Linked DNA regions of Mus musculus: all the other regions are linked to region 3. Evidence: chromatin contacts called from public Hi-C and promoter capture Hi-C data. All regions are on one chromosome and are shown on one strand. The core of a region is the stretch at or near the end of the contact, and the rest is flanking DNA. Distances in the headings are between cores, read along the strand shown.

Evidence for each region. A called contact is a pair of places that touch in the nucleus more often than the background predicts. Capture Hi-C pulls out chosen DNA fragments and counts their contacts.
Region 1: a contact with region 3 is called in a promoter capture Hi-C map of adipose tissue, with 2.3 times the contacts expected there. The contact joins the promoter of Syt3 here to the promoter of Cyth2 in region 3. A contact is called at or near these places in 4 of 39 promoter capture datasets (cranial neural crest, embryonic stem cells, liver and 1 more) and 2 of 9 other capture datasets (adipose tissue and liver).
Region 2: a contact with region 3 is called in a promoter capture Hi-C map of liver, with 2.5 times the contacts expected there. The contact joins the promoter of Clec11a here to the promoter of Cyth2 in region 3. A contact is called at or near these places in 2 of 39 promoter capture datasets (hematopoietic stem and progenitor cells and liver), 1 of 484 Hi-C or Micro-C datasets (uterus) and 1 of 9 other capture datasets (liver).
Region 4: a contact with region 3 is called in a Hi-C map of B cells, with 6 read pairs. The contact joins the promoter of Fam71e1 here to the promoter of Cyth2 in region 3. A contact is called at or near these places in 3 of 39 promoter capture datasets (liver and pre-B cells), 1 of 484 Hi-C or Micro-C datasets (B cells) and 1 of 9 other capture datasets (liver).
Region 5: a contact with region 3 is called in a Hi-C map of B cells, with 6 read pairs. The contact joins the promoter of Josd2 here to the promoter of Cyth2 in region 3. A contact is called at or near these places in 1 of 484 Hi-C or Micro-C datasets (B cells) and 2 of 9 other capture datasets (adipose tissue and liver).
Region 6: a promoter capture Hi-C map of liver shows a contact between it and region 3, with 2.4 times the contacts expected there. The contact joins the promoter of Kcnc3 here to the promoter of Cyth2 in region 3. A contact is called at or near these places in 2 of 39 promoter capture datasets (hippocampal neurons and liver) and 1 of 9 other capture datasets (liver).
Region 7: a contact with region 3 is called in a promoter capture Hi-C map of liver, with 3 times the contacts expected there. The contact joins the promoter of Zfp473 here to the promoter of Cyth2 in region 3. A contact is called at or near these places in 4 of 39 promoter capture datasets (hippocampal neurons, liver and pre-B cells), 3 of 115 datasets of contacts at active chromatin or transcription factors (fibro-adipogenic progenitors, kidney and pancreatic cancer cells) and 2 of 9 other capture datasets (adipose tissue and liver).

What each region holds. Positions count from the first base shown.
Region 1 is chr7:44,382,505-44,385,577 of GRCm38.p6, forward strand. Syt3 (synaptotagmin III) reads left to right here and starts at 1,622. Exons shown (of 11, transcript NM_001114116.1): 1 at 1,622-1,672; 2 at 2,302-2,445. It also overlaps a transcript of 1700008O03Rik not described here.
Region 2 is chr7:44,305,353-44,308,314 of GRCm38.p6, forward strand. Clec11a (C-type lectin domain family 11, member a) reads right to left here and starts at 1,607. Exons shown (of 4, transcript NM_009131.3): 1 at 1,267-1,607; 2 at 921-1,122; 3 at 477-668. The coding sequence starts at 1,413.
Region 3 is chr7:45,812,709-45,815,760 of GRCm38.p6, forward strand. It overlaps Cyth2 (cytohesin 2), which reads right to left and starts at 1,608. Exons shown (of 13, transcript NM_011181.3): 1 at 1,390-1,608; 2 at 301-448; 3 at 139-205. The coding sequence starts at 1,408.
Region 4 is chr7:44,495,139-44,498,042 of GRCm38.p6, forward strand. Fam71e1 (family with sequence similarity 71, member E1) reads left to right here and starts at 1,457. Exons shown (of 5, transcript NM_028169.2): 1 at 1,457-1,592; 2 at 1,777-1,895; 3 at 2,365-2,495. The coding sequence starts at 1,550. Emc10 (ER membrane protein complex subunit 10) reads right to left here and starts at 1,280. Exons shown (of 7, transcript NM_197991.3): 1 at 1,118-1,280. The coding sequence starts at 1,231.
Region 5 is chr7:44,466,701-44,469,562 of GRCm38.p6, forward strand. It overlaps Josd2 (Josephin domain containing 2), which reads left to right and starts at 1,280. Exons shown (of 5, transcript NM_001205071.1): 1 at 1,280-1,490; 2 at 2,107-2,269. The coding sequence starts at 2,124. It overlaps Aspdh (aspartate dehydrogenase domain containing), which reads left to right. Exons shown (of 7, transcript NM_026690.1): 4 at 1-113; 5 at 185-405; 6 at 479-633; 7 at 943-1,051. The coding sequence ends at 986.
Region 6 is chr7:44,589,579-44,592,666 of GRCm38.p6, forward strand. Kcnc3 (potassium voltage gated channel, Shaw-related subfamily, member 3) reads left to right here and starts at 1,308. Exons shown (of 4, transcript NM_008422.2): 1 at 1,308-2,180. The coding sequence starts at 1,308.
Region 7 is chr7:44,746,962-44,749,842 of GRCm38.p6, forward strand. It overlaps Zfp473 (zinc finger protein 473), which reads right to left and starts at 1,388. Exons shown (of 5, transcript NM_001289836.1): 1 at 949-1,388. It overlaps Vrk3 (vaccinia related kinase 3), which reads left to right and starts at 1,668. Exons shown (of 15, transcript NM_133945.1): 1 at 1,668-1,690.

The sequences.
Region 1 (3,073 bases), core at 372-2,871, 1.4 Mb before region 3:
AGCCTAGTGTCCAAACTTTTGTTTGTTCGTTGTTTGTTAATTTAAAAATCGTCCTCATTTTTAAAGAGAAAAAGTAAGGCAGTTAGGAACTAACCCAGCGGAAGTCATACAGTGTGCTGAGCTGGCATTAAACACGCATGCATTTTCCCGAGTCGCACAGATGGCTGGTTCTTGCTGCAGCTGCCTCGCAGCATCTGAGCTGCCTCAGACTCACAGTGTTTCTTTGAAGATGTGTCACGTGAAGCTGGCAAGCCCATCTGTGTGCACATTTCTGAGTGTGTGTCACCGCCTGGTCAGGCTGAGCTCCATGGCTGGCATGGAGCTGACTAGCCACTAAGGCCGTTCGCCGCACCTTTGGTGGCCAGGCCCCCGTGCATGCTTCCTCAGACTCCTGTGAGAAGATGCTAGCAGCATAAACATGGACCCTGGATGGAGCCAGCTATCTTTTTCGGAGGCTTCTGATATATAACAACTGCAAATTGCATGCATACGCTACAAGGGGAAGAGTTGCTTTGAACCCAGAGTCTCAGATATGCCAAGCAAACACTGGTTTTTTAGGCTATCAGACCAAGCGCTTTGCTTTCCTGGGAGATTCTACTAGACAAAGGCTCCACTTCTCATCAATGCCCCCAGCTCCTCACTGGAGGATTCTAGACAGGGCTTCTACTGCTGCACTACATCCCCAGCTCTCTCTTATTTTTGGACAGGGTCTCACTCAATCTGCAGAGGCTGGTCTTGAACTCATCCGTAGCCCAGGTTGACCTGGAACTTTCTATCCTCTTCCCTCCCCATCCAGAGCAACTGGGATGAAAGGTCTCTGCCATCAGGCCTTGGAAGCTGTGTTTATTTTGTATAACTGGCTGGCGGGAGGACAATAGCAATTGAGTGAGACACTAACTTCCAAGCCACCCCTCTGGGCTGCTTTTGTGTAGATCAGGACCTCGTGGGAGGAATTGAATCTCCACGGGCCTCAATTGTTCTGTGAAATGGGAATACCTTGATTGCATTCATCCTTATACCAAAGTGAATATTCCATGAGAAGCCATCTTCAAAGCTCTTAACTCCTAACATTGGTAATGGTGAGTGGCAATTTTCATTAGCTGCTATTAATGTGGTAAAAACCGGATGCTCTGTGCCTGTAAGTAGTCATTAAGCACCCACTTGGTGCCAGTGTTTTTGATGCACACTGACTGGTTTCTCAAACTACATCCCTTAGGAGATAATTTCATTGTATTGTGCTGGACATCGGGATCTGGGATGCTAAGAGTCTCAAGGGGACTAGGGCAGGATTCAAATCCAGTGCCTGTGGCTCTACCTAAAATATGAGACTTACTGTGGCCAGCTTTCATTCCAGCCTGCTCAGCTGTAAACCCTGAGATCTTGCTCCCTGGAGAAAGGAGTTTTTGTGGCCTGGGACCTCTGAATCCTAACCTTCTAGTTCCCTCAGGTGGCCTCTCAACTGGGGCGAAACTGCAACCAGAGTCCAGGGAGGTGCACACTAGGGCCATACGGATTTTGGCTTTTGGGTTGCATGGGCTGGCGGGGGAGGGGGGGGGAAAGGGCTTGGGAGGAGCCGAGGAGCTGCGACAGGGGTGGGGAGGAGCCAGGCGGGCACCGCGGCAGCGGGCAGGCGGGCGCGCGCGCGCTCCGGGCTGCAGCAGCCGGGGCTCCGGTGAGTCCGCCCCTCCCCCTCCCCCGCCCCAACCTCATCCCAAGGGGGCGGCCCCAAGTGGGGGCGCGGAGGTCGGTGCAAATAGGGGCGCATCTGGAGCTGGGGAGCTGAGTCTGCAGTGCCAGCTGGACGCTCCAGGGGAGGGGCACGTGGCCCTGGAAAAAGGGGGATCTTGATTCCAATACACCTGGGTGCACTTCACCCTTGCCCACCCATCCCCAGAGTATGGGGATTAGTGACCCATCTCATGACCCCTAAGTGATTAGAGCTACGTGACCTCTGGAGATCTTGGACTCCTTTCCCCTCTCCTGCAGCGTCTTGGGACCCTGACATTTTAACCCTTCCAGCACCACTCCCCCAAAAAATCCCATATTCTGCAGACCGGAGACGCATTGAGGACTTCAACTCCCAGCAGCCCTTGCAGCTCTGGTGCGATAAAGCTGCAGTAGCACTAGCAGCAAGACCAGCTGGGAGTTGTAGTCCCTAAGCTTTTAACTAGCTGCTGGGGGCACGGAGGTGGGAGGGGGCGGCTGGACCTCACCGGGGTCATCTGGGGTCGCGCAGCTACTTCGAGTCGGGCAAGATGCAAAGCTTGGGCTGATTTTTTCCCTCCCGATTTGGGTCCCTAGATCAGTCACCAGCCCCCCTTCTTGCCACCTGGCAAGCGTGGAGACCGGTCCGCAGCGGCTAGGCTCGTCCACCCTGCAATCCCCATGGGCTACCGCCCCCCGCCGCCTCGGCTGCCACCCAGGACAAGGCAGGGGTAAGCACAGGTGAGTCTGACCCTGGCCAAATGGCAGTCAGTCTTCCTTAGCAGCCTGGCTTCTCTTGACTGTCTGGCCCTCGTTCTTTCCCTCGGGGGGGGGGGGGGCTCTTTCCCACCGATGTCTAATGTCTAGCTCCAAACCTTACCTTGTGTTACTCCCTCCTCGCCCACCTCCACCTCTCTCTCCTGTTCTCCTTTTTTTTTTTTTTAAACTGACCATGCTTCTGTCTGTCTGTGTTCCCAACTCTCTTCTCTTGCCTTGTATCTGAGGTCTCCAGCCATTGTCTGGTTGTCCAACCTGGAATTCAGCATCTTTTCTCTCTCTCTTCTGATCTACCTGTGTCTCATTGGAAGGTATTTCTGCCCACACCCCTGCCTCCCTGGCTTCACTTCTCTCTGTGTGTGCACCATGTCTCGGATATAATGAAGTACACGCTGTTCCCCAGCCTCTGTCCTGAACCTCTATACTCCGAATTCTGTGTCTATCTTTCCCTGGCTACCCGACTTCACTTGGTCCTTTCCTCTTATCTCTATCTGTCCTCTTAGCTCCCCTTCTCTCAGCTCGGGGTTTCTGCCACACACCTGACTCTCCTTCCTCTGACCCTCCAGCAGTTTCCCACCCTAAGCCTCCCACC
Region 2 (2,962 bases), core at 357-2,856, 1.5 Mb before region 3:
CGGGAGTGCTGGGGGCGTGGTTAAAAGGAGACAAACCCTTCAGGGGTGGAAAACCATCAGGAGGAGCCAAAGCGCTGAGGACAGAGGAGGCGTGGATAGTAGGAGGGATTAGAACTTCTGTGACCAGTGAGGCCTGGCCAGGCTGTCAGGGGCAGGGCCAATGCTTTGGAGGGTTGAAAAGGGTGGGGCCAAGGGGAGCCTCGTTAGAGCAGTAGTGTGTTAGTGAAGTGGAGCCAGGGCCTTCGGGGGCGTGGCCAGGGTGTAGGCGGTTCCAGACTATGGGTGGGGCTTTCAGGGTGTGGCACAGGTTGGAGCAAGAAAAGTCTCACCCACCTCACAATCCATCTCTAGATGTGCCAGCACCTCCCAGTTCTATGTGGACCCTCTGGTATCCTGATACCCGTTTTCTCCAGGTCTTCAGACCTCCATGGGTCTCCTCCTCCCACCTAGGCCCTCTTTGTGCTGCTGAGACTCACCCTCCAAGCGGCCGTGCTCCTGCTCAGCACGGTCCTGGACCTCCTTCAGGGCTTGCACTGAGTCGCGGGTGTCACTCGCAGCATCCCGCAGCTGCCGCAGCCCCTGGGTCAGCTCAACCACACGGGTGTCCAAAACGTGCAGACGGACGTGCAATTGGTGTAGGCCTGCATCGAGGCTGGCCAAGCGGCCCACTGTGAAAAGACAGAAGGCACAACTAGAGGCACAATTAAGGGCTCTAAGGACATGGAGGGCACGGCCCTCAGACTCCCAAAAGCGGATTGGATGAGGCGATCTGTGGGATGTGTGACCATGTCTATGAAGTTCAGTGGGTTAAACTCTTGACAGGCAGACACATCTGGGGACCTTGGGCCCCTTTGATGTGTCTGGCCTCCGAGTTGGGTCAGTGCTTGACAGACAGGCCACCCTGGCTTCTGAATACTCACAGATGTAAGTGACAGTGTCCTCTGGTGTGGGAGAAGGGCTGGGGAAAGGGTTGGGACTAGAAGAAGGTGCTGTGGTGATTTCCTCTTCCTCTTCTTCCCCTTGAGTCTCTGTGGTCTCCCAGACCTCTTTGTCTTCAGGGTTTTCAGCAAGATTATCCTCATTTCCCACCCCAGTGGGCAGCCCTAGGGCCTCCTGGAGATTCTGGGTCAGAGAATGCATGTCAGTTTCCTTCCCGCCTACCCTCTCAGCTCTTTTCTGAACCCATTGTTCCATCTAAACCCCCTTACTTTTCTTTACCCATCTGAACACTTCATCTCAAGCCCACAGTGCCCCTCCAACACTCACCTTCAACATCTGTGACTCCCGCTCTCTCTCCTCCTCCAGGGCACCTCCCCAGCCTCCCTCCCACTCCCTCCCAGGACCTCGGGCTCCATGACCAAAACTCAAAAGCTGAGGGACCACTAGGGCCCCCAAGAGCCAGGCTGCCTGCATCCAGCTGGGCTTCCCAGCACCCAAATAGTAGAGAGGTCAGAATGCCAGGGGTAGGACTGCTGTATAGACCTAGCAAGTGTCCCAGTCTGGTGGGCAGCTCACAAGCCCCTTGGACCTTCTTTCTGCCAGGCTTTCTCTTCTGCCTTCCCTCCTGATCTGCTCTGTCTCAACTTTTGATCTCCTCAGCTTCTCTTGGTGAGTCTCCCCGCCCCTATTGGCTTCCAGGAGGCTCTGCCTCTGTGGCCGGAAACCTCCAACGTTCCAAAGCCTGATCCCGCCTTGGGTCTACCCACACCCACCCCTTGCCACTTTCCAGACCTCTGCTTCTGCCCTCTTTCCTCCCTTTTGCAAGTACAAGCACTTATATGGATAAAAGGAAGATGGGGAAAGTTTTCCAGGGCATCCTTGGTACTGGTAGGCCTCAGCCTTGGTCCAGGAGTCTTCTCAGAACAAAGCAGGCTATGATAGGATGCCAGCTTTGGACTGTTCACTTCTCTCTGTCTTGGCCATTCCTGAGGAGGGGGCACACTGCAGAGAGTATGCTAAGGTTGCTATTATCCTGTGGTCACCGCTGACCACACAGCCTAATGAAGGGGACTCTTCTAACATTCTCAGGCTCCGGGGCTCTCCCATCCTCTACCCAGATGGCCTGTCCTGGCCCTACCAGCCCTTGTATGTGGTGCCTGCTTGTGGGGATATGTGTGAACAGCATGCATGTGTGCTGCTTAAAAGGTGTAACTACAAGATTCTCCTGCAGGCCAGGCCCTGAGCAGGTTGATGCTGGGGTGGGAGGGGTGGTAGTGAGCCCAGTGGTTCCCCCATCAAGGGAGGAGAAGGGTTGACAGTCAGAGCAGGTATCTCCAGTATGTATACTAACCAAGCACTGGCCGTGAGTAGAGAACCCTCTGCAAGCTGCCTTATCCCAGCCTAGACCACTGCAGTGGCCTCCCCTTACTCTCCCTCCTTCTACAGAGCCCCTCCAATCTGGGCTGCTTGCCTGCCGCAGCCAGAGCAATCCTTCCAAACCATAAATCAGATCACATTACTCCCCACGCCCCTGCCTCCTCACCTTCCCATCAGAAGCAGGAGAGAAGCCAAACCGCGGTCTCCTCGGTCCTCAGTGCAGCCTGCAGGGCTGGGGCCTGGGAGAGAACCGTTTTTTCTGCAGTCTCACCTCATCTCCCCTCACCCTCCATCACCACTCTGTCCTTCCTAGCCTTTTCCTCCTTCTGCAAACTCTTCCCTCAGCTCTTTCTCATTACTGAAGCCTCAGCTCTGCCCACCATGTGAGATGCTTTCTCAAAATGCCCCCTTTTCTTCTAGGTATGGTCCAACCAGTATGGGCTTGTTTATTTACATCTGTCTCTTGCAGACCAAGGCATAGATTTTGGGGCTACTTCTGTATCCCCAAATCAAAGCAGGACTTCCTAGCACCTAGTTGGTACTCAGTTAAACTGATGAATAAGACCAATGTTACAGCAGCTTGGTAAAAGGCCTTAAAAATCAGACTTTTGTGTTTAGGTTGCACCGGAGTTCTCAAGGTGTCTGC
Region 3 (3,052 bases), core at 358-2,857:
GCCAGGCCCTCACTACACAGATAATCATGGAACAGATGTGTAGAGATCCAGAGTCTGCTGTCTAAAGGCTACCTATTGTCTTAACACTTCTAGAACCAGGGATATGAAAACCATGCCAGAGTCATCTTCCCCGCTAACCTTTTTGGGGTCCATGTTGAATTTCTTCCTGCCCATTGCCATCTTCCGGTTCCGCTGCAAGGTCTTACTGCAAAAGCAGGGTGGGGAGCAGCCAAGGGCCGATGCTTGAGCATCCAGGGCCCTGGCTAAGCCCCATGTCCCATGAGTGCCCACAGGCCTCACCTGCCCTCATTGGCCTCCAGACCCTCCACCTCGCTCATAGCTTCACTTAGCTCTTCTCGCAGGCGCTGGATCTCCACCAGCAGCTCCTGCTTGCGCCGCCGGATGTTCTCCAACTCCATGCGCTCCTCTGGAGTCAAGTCTGGGGGCTCTGGGGACCAGGGTCAAGAAATTAGTTCTGGGGGTCAGGACTCCTGCATCCTGAGAAAGGATTTGGGCTGGGGGCCTGGATTCCTGTCCAGAAGAGGAATGGGTACCAGAAGTCTGAGGAGAGGGAGTAAAACTGAGTCCTGAGTTTGTGTCAGAAGTGCCTAGGAATCCCAGCTCATAGGTCTGAGGATGAATTTCTGGGCCAATTACTTGAAAGGCAACCAGTCCCTGGGATTCTGGACCCATCACCACAATTAGAAACTCCTGAGTCTGAATTTTAGATGCTTTATTTGGAAGCCCTGGCTCCTTGGTCCCAACACAGTAGAACAGGATGCTTGGATATTGGAAACATTACTTGGAAGGACACAGGGCCTTGGACTCATGGCTTCATCATCAAAAGGGCTTTGGGGTCCTAGATCTCGGATGCAAATCTTGGAAAGACACCAGGACTCTGGCTTCTGGATCCACCACTGTAGGGATCCTAGCATGAACCTGGGGTGCATTTCTCGTAAGGGGGCCAGATTCTGGCTCCATCATGATGGGAAAGTTGGGGGTCCTGAATCTTGGGTGCATTTCTTGGAAAAGAAACGAGGTTCTGGTTCCGCCATAGCGGACAACGTGGCCTGGATCTGGGGTACACAGTAGAAACAAGCTACGGCAGCAGGACCCTGGGTCAGGGTCGGAAAGGACGGCGTTAAGCCTAGGTCCGCAGGAAGAAAGCCAGGCCGCCGCTCCCGCGGGTGTACGCCCCGCCCCGCTGCGCGCCCCGCCCCGCCCGCCGTCGCCGGAAGCGGGCTCGGCCCAAACAATGGCCCGGGACCCCCGGCTCTCGACCGCGCCGGAAGCCCGTCCCGCGCGCTGAAAGAAGCCTCGCCACTGCCCTGCTGTCCGCGGCGGGGCTCGGGAGCCGCTCCGCCCGCCCGCCCGCCTCGCCCGGCCTACCGTAGACACCGTCCTCCATGGCGGCTAGGAAGGCCCGCGGGGAGTCCGGGGCGGTTCCGCCGGCTGGGCCTGCGTCCGCGTCGGCCCGCGGGCTCGAGTGAGCCCGCTCAAACGCCCCAGGAGCCACCGCCGCCTCCTCAGCGCCCGTCCTCAGCGCCGAAAAGACTCTCCCTTCACGGCCCAACCGCCCGGCCGGTGGGGCCCGCCCCTTGCTTTGACACCACCCAATCTGCTGCGGGTCTCCCAGAATGCTCCGCCCCCTAGCCCCACAGGATCATTTCCAGGACCAATAGGCACACAAGAAGGAGATGCAGGCACGTACAGCTGGCGATAGACTGCTAGCCTGACCAATCGGACTGTGGGTAGTGTGCTCGGTCCCGCCCCCGAAACAAAGGAAAATCCTTGGCAGCTTTATCCTCCAATAAGAAAATTGATAAAGAAGTGACCAGGAGGTGTGGCTTCATGGAGAGGGGAGATTGCGCCTGCGCACAAGCCAGACTAGCGGTACTTAACCCTCCACCCCCCCCCAACAGGCATTCGTTGTTAGGGGGCGGTGCTTTGTTAGTTTTGTTGTCAAGGGCGGGGTCTCAACCTTGGGTTGCAGCTCGAGCCACACCTCCTGGCCCTCCACGCTAGCTTTTGACCGCAGTGGTTGCCAAGCAACTGCGAGCCACACAGGTCGGTCTTTTTGCCTCCTTTCTCAGGGTAATTCTCTGCAGGTCGCTATCTCTGAACCCTTTTCATACCTCTACATGAGACTTTCCTACATACCTCAAATCTCCTCAGAATCAAAGGATGGTAAATAAAAGCATTCTTTCTTCCAAATGTTATGGTATTGGGTACCGTGAATGCGCGGTGACTCTTCCTCCTAAACTCTCCCTCTTAGCTTCCTCTTCCTAAAATCCTGCCTTCCCCAGGCATTCTCCCAAGACACCCCTTTTTCCTCAGAATCTTCTGCCTGGCACTCTGTCAACTCTCCAAGACCCTGTGCTTAAAGTCCTCCTTCCACCCAACCTTTTCAGTTCCCACACTCCTGCCCCCCCCCCTTTTTTTTTTCTTTTCGAGACAGGGTTTCTCTGTCCTGGAATTCACCCTGTAGACCAGGCTGCCCTCGAACTCAGAAGTCCTCCTACTTCTGCCTCCTAAATGCTGGGATTAAAAGGCGTGCGCTACCACTGCTCGGCTCACTGCTCTTCTTAAACTCATTCCTCCACACATTATTCTCCTCTTTACAGGGAAAGCAGTGAGGGGCCTGTGTGATGGGGAACTCCGGCACACTTGTAAATCCCAGGCCCATGATGGGGCTTCCAGGTCTTGTCCTCATTTGTGTCCCTGAGCTGCTCAGGTGGGGGCGGATTCTGGGCCAGGACTTGGGTAAGCCTCTGGATTAGTCACGGAGCCTCCTAATCCCCTCTGTGACCTTTACGACTGGCGTGACCCATGCCTTCTCTTCTGGAGACCCTGGGTACACCAGTTCTACCCAGTTCTCTCTTTTCATTAGAATCCCATGTCCCTGCCTGTTCAGCCCAACCAACTTAGCATCCTTCTCCGCCATGGTCTCCTTTGTTCCCAGTCCCTGCCCTGGACTTGGAGGTGGGAGAGCTGCCAGCTAATTAATCCTGTCCGGTTATTAACTGGGGATTCTGAAGGATAAAGCAAGATG
Region 4 (2,904 bases), core at 207-2,706, 1.3 Mb before region 3:
ACCTCTGATTCACAATTCTTCTGCCTCCACCTCTTCGTGCTGCTACTACAGGTAAATACCACCTTGCTCTGCCCCCCACCCCAGGTCATTCAGGTTTTCATTCACGAGTTCACTTCCTTTGCACATGCTAATACTCTGACCATTCACATTGGCAAGAAGCCCACTTCTCTCTGGCACATCCTAGATCCACACTTTCTTTCCCACGGTTCTGAAGCAGAGTCCCACTAAATCACTCCCTGATCCAGACCGGAGATGATCCTCCTGCCTACGTCTGCTGAGCGCTTGGGGTTACACATGAGCACCACCACCATCAGCTTAATTTCTTTGTAATTTTTCTTTTTTTAATTTTGTGTATGGATATCTGCTGCATGTACCTATGTGCCCTGTGTGCATGCCTGGTACCTGGTGTGCCAGAAGAGAATGTGCAATCCCCAAAAACTGAAGTTAGCAGACAGTCGTGAGCCTCTAGGTAGGTGCCAGAAAGCAAACCCAGGTACTCCAGAAAAGCAGTCAGTTCTCTTGGCCCTCATTTCTCCAGCACCCTATTTTTGGGGTTTTTTTGAAACAGGACCTTAGGTAGCCCAAGGTGACCTTGCACCCCACACCCAGGCCTAAGCCTTAGATGTCTTAATTTCAAGCTTCTCCTAGCCAGGCATCCTACAGCACTCTGGCTCCTGAAGGACCTGACTTCTTCGTGCATATTCAGAAACATGATTCCAACCCTAGCACTAGAGCACTGCTTCCTTGCCATATCTTTATTAATTACTTATTGAGTCAGGGTCTCACTGTGTAGCCCTGGTTGGCCTAGAACTCCCTTTGTCCTAGGCTGGCCTCGAACTCAGAAATTCACCTGTCTCTGCCTCCCGAATAGGGGTATTGAAAGCGTGCACCATCACACCCCCATTTTTGTATTTTTGAGACAATCTCAAGCAATCCAAGCTAGCCTCAAACTCCTTGATCCTCCAGCCTCAGCCTCCCAAGCACGGAGATGAGAGGCTAGCTACCACTACTCCACGCAGCTCAGGTTCCGAGCAAACCACATCCTCTCATGAATATTCATGATGGGGTCCATCTAGCGCCCACAGGAGGCCGCCCCGCCCCGGCCACTAGCACTCACCCCACGCGCGGAGGCCCCGACCCGGCAGCCGCTGCCTCGGGCTCTGCTAGGAGCCGCGGCTACCATCAGCAAGAGCACTAGCAGCCGGGTCACCCCGGCACCCGCGGCCACCATACGGGAGCGTTGAGAAAAACCGAGAGCCATACAGCCCGCTAGGAAACACAGGGTTCATCCTGAGGCTCACGCGCCTGCGCCGCACGCCGCGCCTGCGCACTAGCGCCCGTCCGCCTGCTCCCGCAGTCAGGGCGGCCATTTCTCCATCCGGGTCTCTAGGGCTCACGTTCCCGGTGACACCACCTGGGAGAGAAGTGACGTCGTTGACGTCACGGAACGCCGGGCACCCTATTGTAAAGTCACAAGCTCTAGGCCCCACCCTTTATCTGTCTGTCCCAGGCTTCACTCGGCGTTCCTCCCCAGGGCCGGGGCGTGGCGATGAAGGGCGGTCGAGATCTTAAGGCCGCTCGGGGCGGAGCAGGTGAGACCAGTTCTGAGGGGATGGAAGGTGACAAAAGGACTTCTGCCTGGAGGGGTTGGCCCTAGAGAGGGAGCCGGGGAAGGTATGGGACCAGCAATGCGGAGGCCGCTGCCCCGCATGCGCCCTCGGTCAGAGTTCATGTACCTGGCATCCTGGGATGGATGCTCGCGCTTCGCCCCTGCAGACCGCCCCCTGGCTCCAGCCTACGCCCCGTGCCGCCCTGGGCGCCTCCAACGCCACCTCCTGAGCGGCGAGTTCGACCAGCTGCGCGACTTTCCCATCTTTGAAAGCAACTTCGTGCAGGTGTGGAGCCCCGGACCTCCGACCCGTTGATGTACGGATCTCCCCCATCATTTGTCGTTCTTTCCAAGTGATCCACATCACCTCTGAGCCCGCTGGGCTTTTTGTGTCTTCAGAAGCCTTTGTCTCAGTTTCCTTGACTGTACACATATGGTTCTTGTCCTTTAATCCTAAAATCTTTGGCCCACAAGCCTTTTTTTTTTTTTTTTTTTCCTTTTTAGAGGTAATATGGCTGGTACTCTGGGCTTCACTCGTTATTCAGCAGGAGCTCTACCCCTTAGTCACACCCTAGCCCTGCACCGGGGGATTCTAGGCATGTGTGCTTATATTCTGAGCCACATTCCCAATCCCTAACCTACTGTTCATCTCCCCTAGTTCATGACCTTTCACTCTGTCAAGATCCCCAAGACCCAATCAGATTCCTGTTGAGTTCTGTTCTCCATCTATCGATCCTCTTAACCTTTGGCCCCAGGTGACCCGGTTTGGAGAAGTCGCCAACAAGGTCACCATGGGGGTGGCAGCCTCTAGTCCTGCCCTGGAGCTGCCAGACCTGCTGCTGCTGGCCGGCCCTGACAAGGAGAATGGACACCTGCAGCTCCTCGGGTGACTGCCCCTCTAAGTCCCAACTTCCTCCAACCTCCCTGCCGCCATTTTGCCACCCAGGGACCAAGATCACCACCAAACCTCTTCACTAAGAAAAATGGCAGGGCACTTCACAGAGGTCAGAAGTCAGGCGAGATGAGGGAGGACAGCCCTCAGTGGCATCACAGGGTCAGGATGGTGGCTGTTTACACAGTGCTTTCTGCTTTCCAGGTACTCTGTCCCAGAGAGATAAAGTAAAGCTCAAAGACTGGGCCCACGGCCCAGGGTCCCACAGTCCACTGTCCACTCTGCCCCTCTTCCTGAAAACTTGTGAAAATCAATACCACCAAGTACAAACCTCACATAGAACAGAACACCCCTTCCCCCAGCCTAGGCCTTGCCCTGCCTCAGCTGCATGCAGGAAACGTGT
Region 5 (2,862 bases), core at 30-2,529, 1.3 Mb before region 3:
AGCAGCAGCTCCTGGAGGCTTCAAAGCGCTGGGGCCACACTGTGTTTGTGGCCCGAGGGGCCCTATGGGGCAGTGAAGACATCAGCAGACTGGATGCAGCCGGAGGCCTCCAGGTGAGGACTGTCTGGGCTGCCAGACGGAACATGTAAGAGTCTCAATCTCCTGACCCTGCCATTGCTTCCAGAGCCTTCGAGTCACCATGGCCACACATCCTGATGGCTTCCGGCTGGAGGGACCCCTGGCTGCAGCCCACAGTAGTGGGCCCCGCACAGTGCTCTATGAGGGCCCTGTGCGTGGGCTCTGTCCCTTGGCCCCCCGAAACTCTAACACCATGGCAGCTGCTGCCCTGGCTGCCCCCAGTCTAGGCTTCGACCGTGTCATTGGGGTGCTTGTGGCTGACCTTAGGTAAGCACAGGGCGTAGGTGGCACAGCTGTGTACACTCCGGGTGGACTGACTGCACTTCTCTGCCGGCTGCAGCCTCACCGACATGCACGTGGTGGATGTGGAGCTGCTAGGACCCCCAGGGCCTTCAGGTCGCAGCTTTGCCGTGCACACCCACAGAGAGAACCCAGCCCAGCCTGGCGCTGTCACCGGCTCTGCTACTGTTACAGCCTTCTGGCACAGCCTACTGGGTGCGGCAGGCCCCTCCAAGGGTCCCTTGGCGTTTGTGCTCGGCAGAGCTCACATGTTGGGTGTCCCAACCCCAGTTTTCTGTCTTTTCTCATTCTTAGTTCTCACTCCCAGGCTCTATGAGCCTCTCTTTCCCCGCCCCGCTTTCTCTCAGCATCTGGGTCCCCCTCTAGGTCTCTACATCCACATGCCACATCTCTTTCTGAGTATCCTCCTTGACTTGTACCACATTACCTTTTCCAAAACCCACGTCCACCATGGCCACCTGCATGTGTCTGTGTTGTCATCCTAGTTTTTCATTCTCCCCACAGGCTGCTGTCAGCTCACCTCCAGACCTGGGATCCACCTCTGCTGAGTCTCCTCCCCTACTACCCTTACTGTCATATTGACAACTATGGGTCCCAGTAAACATCAGAGTTCAGCCCACTGTTCTCTTTGGCCTCTTTGGTTCCTTGTCCCCACCTCTATGTCGTCACGCTTCAGCTACACACTGAGTATGACGCCATAGCAGCAGCGTGCGAGCTCATACACAAACCAGCCCCCTGAAAGCTATCGCGAGATCACTCGTTACCACAACTCCCAGAAACCTCTAGGCAGCAGTGAGCCCTGGGAGAGAACGAGAACTGGCTGCTTTGTCCGATGGGAGTTGTAGTCCCACGCGGCAGAGCAGCCCCGGAGGACTTCCGGACTGCGCGTCCTATTTAGACGCCCTACGGAGGCCTTCGGGAATCGCAGTTCGGCGCGCGCAAGTCGCCGGGAGCTGTAGTCCCTTTCGCCTGCTCAGTCAGCGTGCTACCACCCGGTCGCTGCCTAGGGAATGCGAAAGCGGTCGGTCCCGGGGAGCAGAAAGGCCGGCGGGGTGAGGGCCAGGCGGGCGACAAGCAAAGGCGGGTGGGAGTGTGCCTGGTTGCCAGGTGACAGGAAAAGGTGGGGGCTCCTGTTGCTTAGTAACTGGTAGAGGGCCTCGTTGCCAGGTGAAGGGAGGCGAGAACCCTGGTTATTGAGGAGGGGAAGTCTTTCGTTGCTAGGCGACCAGAAGAGACCCTGTTACCCAGAGACGGGAAAGGAGGAGTCCTCCATTGCTAGGTGATCAGAAAACGGACCAGGATACCCAGAGGGTGGGGTTGTTCTGTTGCTTGGGAACTAAAAAGGTATTGTTTCCTAGGGACAGAAGGGGTGGTAGTCCATTGCTAGGTGATGATGATCAGGACCCTTTTGCTTGGAGACATGTAGTGGGGGTGGGTCTCTATTGCCAGGTGAGCAGATGAGAGCCTCTACTCCCCCCACTCCCAGGACTGGGCTCAAAAGGTGTCTCTGTGCTCTGGAGACAGCCTGGGAAATAGGGTCAGGGCCTCACGGCCTCCTAAGCTAGCCCCAGTGCCCATCTCAATGTCCATTGCCCAGGGACCCAGGAATCTAGAGAACCGAATGAGCAAGATCCTAGGTGCCTAACACCTCCTTGTCCCACCCCGCAGCAGGAGCTGAGGAGGGCATGTCTCAGGCTCCGGAAGCAAGGCCGAGTCCACCCTCAGTGTATCATGAGCGGCAGCGGCTAGAGCTGTGTGCTGTCCATGCTCTCAACAACGTCCTTCAAGAGCAGCTCTTTAGCCAGGAGGCTGCCGACGAAATCTGCAAGAGGTGACTGCCATTGTTCCCCGCCCTGGAAGAGCAGGGCTCAGAGAGGCACGGGAGCCTTCCTGGGACCCTAGCAGGGCCAAGGCTCCGATCCAGGAGCTGTTGCCTGCCCTCCCACCTGCTGCTTCTCACAGCCTCAGCCCCAGCTTTGGCCTCAACCTCTCTTATCTGAGCCTCTGTCACAACCTCCCAGCTGTCTGTTTTTCTTCTCCTGGTCGTCCTACACACAGCCCCACAGCTGCTTGCCCCCTCCTCTGCTTCTATCCCTCTTTGGTTCCCCAGAACTCCTAGGGACTAGCCCCGGGCCTTCAGGCTGAACTCAAGGCCTTGTGTGCTCGGGTCCTTGCCTACCTTTCTGCAGCTTCATCCTTCGATGTACTCCTAGGCCTCCAACAGGCTGTTCCCATGTTACACAAGGCATTTTTTTCCCCTTCTTGGTCCCTTTGTTTGCGCCTCACAATTTCAACCATCACTTTTGTAAGAAACTTTCTTGAATCTCTCTCCCCATTCCCACCTCTAGGCTGCAGGGTGCTTCTATGGGCACATAGACACCCCAGCCTGTAGTCCTTGCCCAGATCCACAGGCAGCCCTCATCT
Region 6 (3,088 bases), core at 58-2,557, 1.2 Mb before region 3:
TTTCTTCCACCAGCTGGCAACTTTTGCCCCTTCCCTAAGACGTAGTGGACCATCCTCCGGGGTCTCTACCAATGAATCTCTCTATTCCAGCCCACCCCCAGCCCCGTGCCCAGCAATGAGTGTCCTTCCCCTAACAGGCATCTCATTTCCAGAACTCCATCCCACCAGCCTGGAGGCTTCTGGCTCTCTAAATGCTCATTTTTAGCGCCCCACTTTGCCATCCACTTACTAGTCGCATCTTCCTCTGGACTATTGAAGGTGTTTCATATAAGATATAGACCCTGTCCATCTGCCTGTGTCTCCCATTCGTCCGGATCCTCTTCGCCCAGGTCTAACCCCGTCTAACGAAGTCCAAATTTGCAACATCCAGTTGGACATGGTGGTGCTCATCTGTCATCTCAGCTACTTGGGATGCTAATGTTGAAGCAGGAGGACAGCGAACCTAAGACCTCCCTCAACTCCACAACTTGCAGCCTCCGCCCCTCCCCAGCTTTCATCCAGAGGCTCCCAGGCCTCGCCTTCCTTCCTTTACCATAGCGTCCCAGTATCTTCCGCTTCGACTGTCTCCTGTGAGTTTTTTTATTTAATCAAGTTCCAACTCCACCTCTAGTTCCCTTGTACCGCCCTCACCCCAGTTGAGACCCTCCCCCCTCATTGTCGCGGCCCAATAAGGATTGTTAATAATCTCTTGGGCTCGCTGCATCCAATTACTCCTACTTTCCCGTTCATTTGCCTTTTCAGTGCAGGTCCCGCCTGCCCGGGCTCTAGGCAATTTGTTTTCTTTTTGTCAGCTTCTCTTGTTGTGACTTCTTTCCCCCCACCCACCACCCCCCAACCCGTTCCTCACCCCTACCCCCACCAGAATTGATAGGCCTTTTTTTTTCGAGGCAGAGTCTCATGCAGCCCAGGCTGGCCTCTATCTCACTTTGTAGCATGACCTTGAACGCCTGATCCCCCTTCCTTCACGGTACCTGGCTCTTTCCCATACCTGGCTCTGAGGTCTCCATTTTCGCTGTGCTGCTGAGTTAGGCATTTTTAGGGTCCCCTTGACGCCCCGCCCTCTCCTAGGTAGGATCCAATCCCTGAGCTTTCTGTGCAACCCCACCTCCTCTAGCTAGGCTGGGTCGGAGTCTGCCTAGCCGTGGCCCCGCCCAGTCGCTCAGCCCAATCAGCTCGTGCCCTCCCTCCACCTGCCCAATCACACCCTCCCATCCATTCATCGCCTCCTCCTGTCCAATCACGTCTGCCTCTCTACCCGGGCCCCGCCCCCGAGACCCTGCCCCCTCCCAGCCCCGCCTCCCTGTCCAATGCTCAGTTCAGTGTGCGTCTGGTCGTTCCGCGGGCGCCAGGGGACCGGCAAGCAGCAGCCTCAGCCGGTGCCAACGCCGCAGCCGCCTGAGTCCTCACCGCCGCCTCTGCCGCCGCCGCAGCAGCAGCAGTGCTCTCAGCCCGGCACTGCCGCCTCCCCGGCGGGTGCCCCGCTTTCCTGCGGGCCTGGGGGCCGGCGTGCCGAGCCATGCCCCGGGCTGCCGGCGGTGGCCATGGGGCGGCACGGCGGCGGCGGCGGCGACAGCGGTAAGATCGTGATCAACGTGGGCGGCGTGCGCCATGAGACGTACCGCTCCACGTTGCGCACCCTGCCAGGGACCAGACTGGCCGGGCTGACCGAGCCCGAGGCGGCCGCGCGCTTTGACTACGACCCGGGCACGGACGAGTTCTTCTTCGACCGTCACCCGGGCGTCTTCGCCTACGTGCTCAACTACTACCGCACCGGCAAACTGCACTGCCCGGCCGACGTGTGCGGGCCGCTCTTCGAGGAGGAGCTGGGCTTCTGGGGCATAGACGAGACGGACGTGGAGGCCTGCTGCTGGATGACCTATCGCCAGCACCGTGACGCTGAGGAGGCACTGGACTCTTTCGAGGCCCCGGACTCCTCGGCCAACGCCAACGCCAACGCCGGAGGCGCGCACGATGCGGGACTGGACGACGAGGCGGGCGCAGGAGGCGGCGGCCTGGACGGGGCAGGCGGCGAGCTCAAGCGTCTGTGTTTTCAGGACGCGGGCGGAGGTGCCGGAGGACCTGCCGGGGGCGCGGGCGGCGCGGGCGGCACCTGGTGGCGGCGCTGGCAGCCCCGTGTGTGGGCGCTTTTTGAGGACCCCTACTCGTCGCGGGCTGCCAGGGTGAGCGCGCTCTCCGAGCACTCCTAATTATCCCAACCGCTCTGTTTCCGGAGCACTCCATCCCAGTGTCCCTCCTCCTCTTGAGCCCTCCAGTTCTCTGGAAGCCCTTCCTCCTTGCAGCTGGAGTTCCCTGCACCCCTGCAAACACACCCCTCTCTTTAGACCACCCTTCCAAGGACACCTCCCGAAAACTTAAGCGTCCCTGGGACCTTCTAAACCCCAACTCGCTGCTGCTCCTAGTCATCATAGATCCTGGGGAACAGCTTCCTAGCTGGATTTCCCTGACAGTCCTACCCCACCTTTCTCACACACCTTCTGAGACCTTTGGCAGGTCCCCAGAATGGCCTCAGCCTCTTCAAAACTTCTCCCACTGTCCCTTGAACACTCCAAAGCCATTTTCTTATTCCCGATCCTCAGTGTCCCAGGTCCCACCCATCTCCAGACCCTCTGAAGTTCCATCTCCATCTCTCCCTCCTTGGAGCCCTCCCTCATTCTCCCTGGGCCCAACTCCTAGATCTGTTTTTCTCTCAACTTTGGGCCTCCTGGCTGTTTGTGATCTTCTGCTCTTAGCTCTCAAAAGTTCTAGAAGATCTCCGCCCCCCAAGGAACCCTCAGAGCCTTCTGAACCTCCAAACTACTGGTCCTAGTCAGGACAGTTTCCCACAATCTAGCTGAGTGTGTGCTGGGGGTGGCGTCTTCCTTTCTAAACCCTTAAATCCTTCACCGTCTTTACCAGCCTCCTTCAAAGGACTTCCTCCCTCGAGTCCAGCAGGTTCCACTCCTGTGTCTCCAAAAGAGCCCTATGTTATACTTATCCTCTCCAGTACCCCCAGTATGTGTGTCGTTCCCCCCCCTCCCACCGAATTGCTCACAGTTCGTATATCCTTCCCTCCAACTGCACACCTGCC
Region 7 (2,881 bases), core at 138-2,637, 1.1 Mb before region 3:
CACAGATACTTCTACTGGACCTGCTCCTTCTGATCTATCCACAGTTGGTTCCACAGACCCTGAGCAGCAAGGACACAGCCAATTCTCCTAAGACTTCACCAACATCCCCACCCCCATCTTCTTAGGTTTCCCAGAGACACACTGCCCCAATAACAACAGAAAGTTAGCTAAAGATCATGATGACCCTATTTTTTGCTTCACCGTTGCCTCTTTCTAATTTTTCCTTTTTTAAAATTAAACCAAAACAAAGGAATGTTAGCATTTCTTCTACACTCCACTCCACAGTTACCTGGCAAAAGCCAGGTATGCCTGACTCACTATAAAAGGGGCTGCTTGCCCCTCAGTCCCCACACTCTCTTCCTTCTCTGTCCCTTCTTGCCCTATTCCCCTCTCTCTACACGTGTTCATGGCCGGCCTCTACTCCCTCTCCCTACCTTTCTCTGTCTCTACTACCTCTCAACTCCCCTCCCCATGCCCTAAATAAACTCTATTCTACACTATACCCACTGTGGTTGGTACCTCAAGGGGAAGGGATGCCTCAGCATGGGCCCGCAGAGGCACCCCCTTCCCCAGCACCATACCTCGCCCTACCAAACATATCCCTGGCTTCCCTGGCTTTTTAAATAGAACATAACAGTATATATTTGAGATGCTCAAATAATAGATACAAATAATCTTTCCTTTTAAATTTGTTTATGACTGCTTCAAAGTGCTATGTGTGTACACCTAAGTGCCTTTAGAAGCCCAAGAGGGGGTTTGATACCCCGAAACTGAAGCAATAGATGTCTCTGGGCCATTATTGTAGGTATTGGTCGCGAGAGGAAACCCCCGCTTAAGAGCCGGGCCTACGCCCGGCTGTGAGCACTCAAGGGTTCAGCATTCTGTCAGGGCCTCCCACCCCGGCCACAGAGGACTAAGGCCATGGGCGCCTGGGCTTAGTCTCCGTACCTCGGCATGGCTCCGTGTCTCCGTACCTCAGCATGGCTGGCAACCCAAAGAACATATGCTTTCCAGGATCCCAAGAAAACCCAACTCCTCATGAGGAGGGCTCCCTCAGAGTACAGGGGGAAATTCCTCCGAGGAAGTTCCGGTTCCAGAAACTTCTCCTCAAATTTATCCCACCCAGGTAACTCCGCGCCAAATTCCAGGACCCACCACCTGTGGTCTCCACCCACTGAGCCCTCTAGGAAGTAGAGAGGAAACAGATTCATGGCTAAGTGACACCAAGGTTGGATGGCCCACTACCCTGTTATAGGACTACTTTCACCTTCTACACCCCGAAAATTCCATTTGGAGGTGACAGCGGGTTGCCATAGATACAGTTTGAAGGCAAAACTGAGATTACAGAGAGAGCACAGAAGCAAGGAGAGTTTAAAAATGACAACAGGACCTTTGATTGGTGGCTGTCACGTATTTCATCAAGATTGACGTCAGACATGCGCAGTAGAAGGAAAAGCCCGCCCCAGAGAAGGCCGAATAACGGTGAGCAATTAGGGGGATGGACTAATCAGGCGTGTCGCTCAGGCTTCTGGGAAATGGAGTTTCCAGCAGGGCACAGCTTGTCCGGATGCCCTGTATTAGAGGAAATAGGCCGCGTCTGCTCGCTGCTGTCGCACGGCCGGTGGGGGATGCGCGCGCAGCCCCTCCTTCACCCTCCCTCCCCGGAAGTTTCTGCGGGGCAACTGTAAAGGTGAGTCCAAGTTTCTGCTCCGGATCGGAGTGAGAGTCCGGGCCGTGAGAAACCCCGGCGCCCACGGCTTTTTCACAAGTACAGTGATGAGGAGCCGCTCGCCCGGCAGCCTGTGACGTCACTGCCTGAGGAAGGCGGAGGCCGACCAAGGCTGGGGTTCGGGGGCGGGAGTGGGGGGAGCACCCACTTCCTCTGTTTTGCTGGGAAGGTGTTGGGCGGAGCCTGTGAGGAATGTCAGACACTCCGCCTCCGCCTCCACGGGTACCTCGTCACTGGTTTCTTTGGGATTGTGGGGCCCGGTCCAGTCTCTGCTACTTAGGGAAGTGTTAGTCCCACACCTGTGGAATTTAGCCTTTGGTACTCTGCTGTGCTGCGTTCCTGCAACAGGAGCATAGATGGTAGCAAGCTGATGGTCATACGTAGGATAAATGAACTAAACAAATGGGTGCATAATAAAAGCCGACTTGAGTATCAGTAGTCGGAACTGAATGTGCAGCCTTAGACAGGAGACCTCAACACTCAAGATCCGAGCACTTACTGTATGCAAGGATCTGTGCAACAGACACTTATTGTATTATATACCCGAACTGCCACCTCCCCTAGGAGTAGCTCTAAACTCAGCAATGTTCTAGCACTTGGGAGGCTGAGTCAGGAGGATTTTTGAGAATAGTGAATTCCAGGACAGCCCAGGATGGACTACATAGTAATGGGCACCTCAGTTTAATTAAAGCTGGATGTACGCTTGGGTAAGTTTCAAATGCTGGGGGATCAAAAGTTCAAGGTCGGCCTAAGCTACATGAAACACTGTCTTTAAAAAAAGAATCCAGCCCTGCCTAAGGACTGGAGAGTTGGTTCAATATTTGAGTGCTTACTGTCTTCCGGAGGACTCAAGTTGGTTCCCAGTTCATGACTGCCTGTAACCCTAGTTCTAGGGAATTAGGGATTGGCCTTCACACGGGTTCATATGCACATAACTGTAGTGAAAATTCTGGAATTTTCATTTCTTTAAAAAAAACACAGAAATATAAGAATATGTTTTTGTTTCAATCCCAGGAGTGGGGCTATGGGGCTGCTTCTCCGCAGCTGACTAAGCTTTGCCTCCTGCTCCAGCAGCTCATGATTTTGCCAGCTGCACATAGTTTCTACAACTGTGTGACGTTTGGAATTCTGGGAACTTCTCAGAGAGTCTGT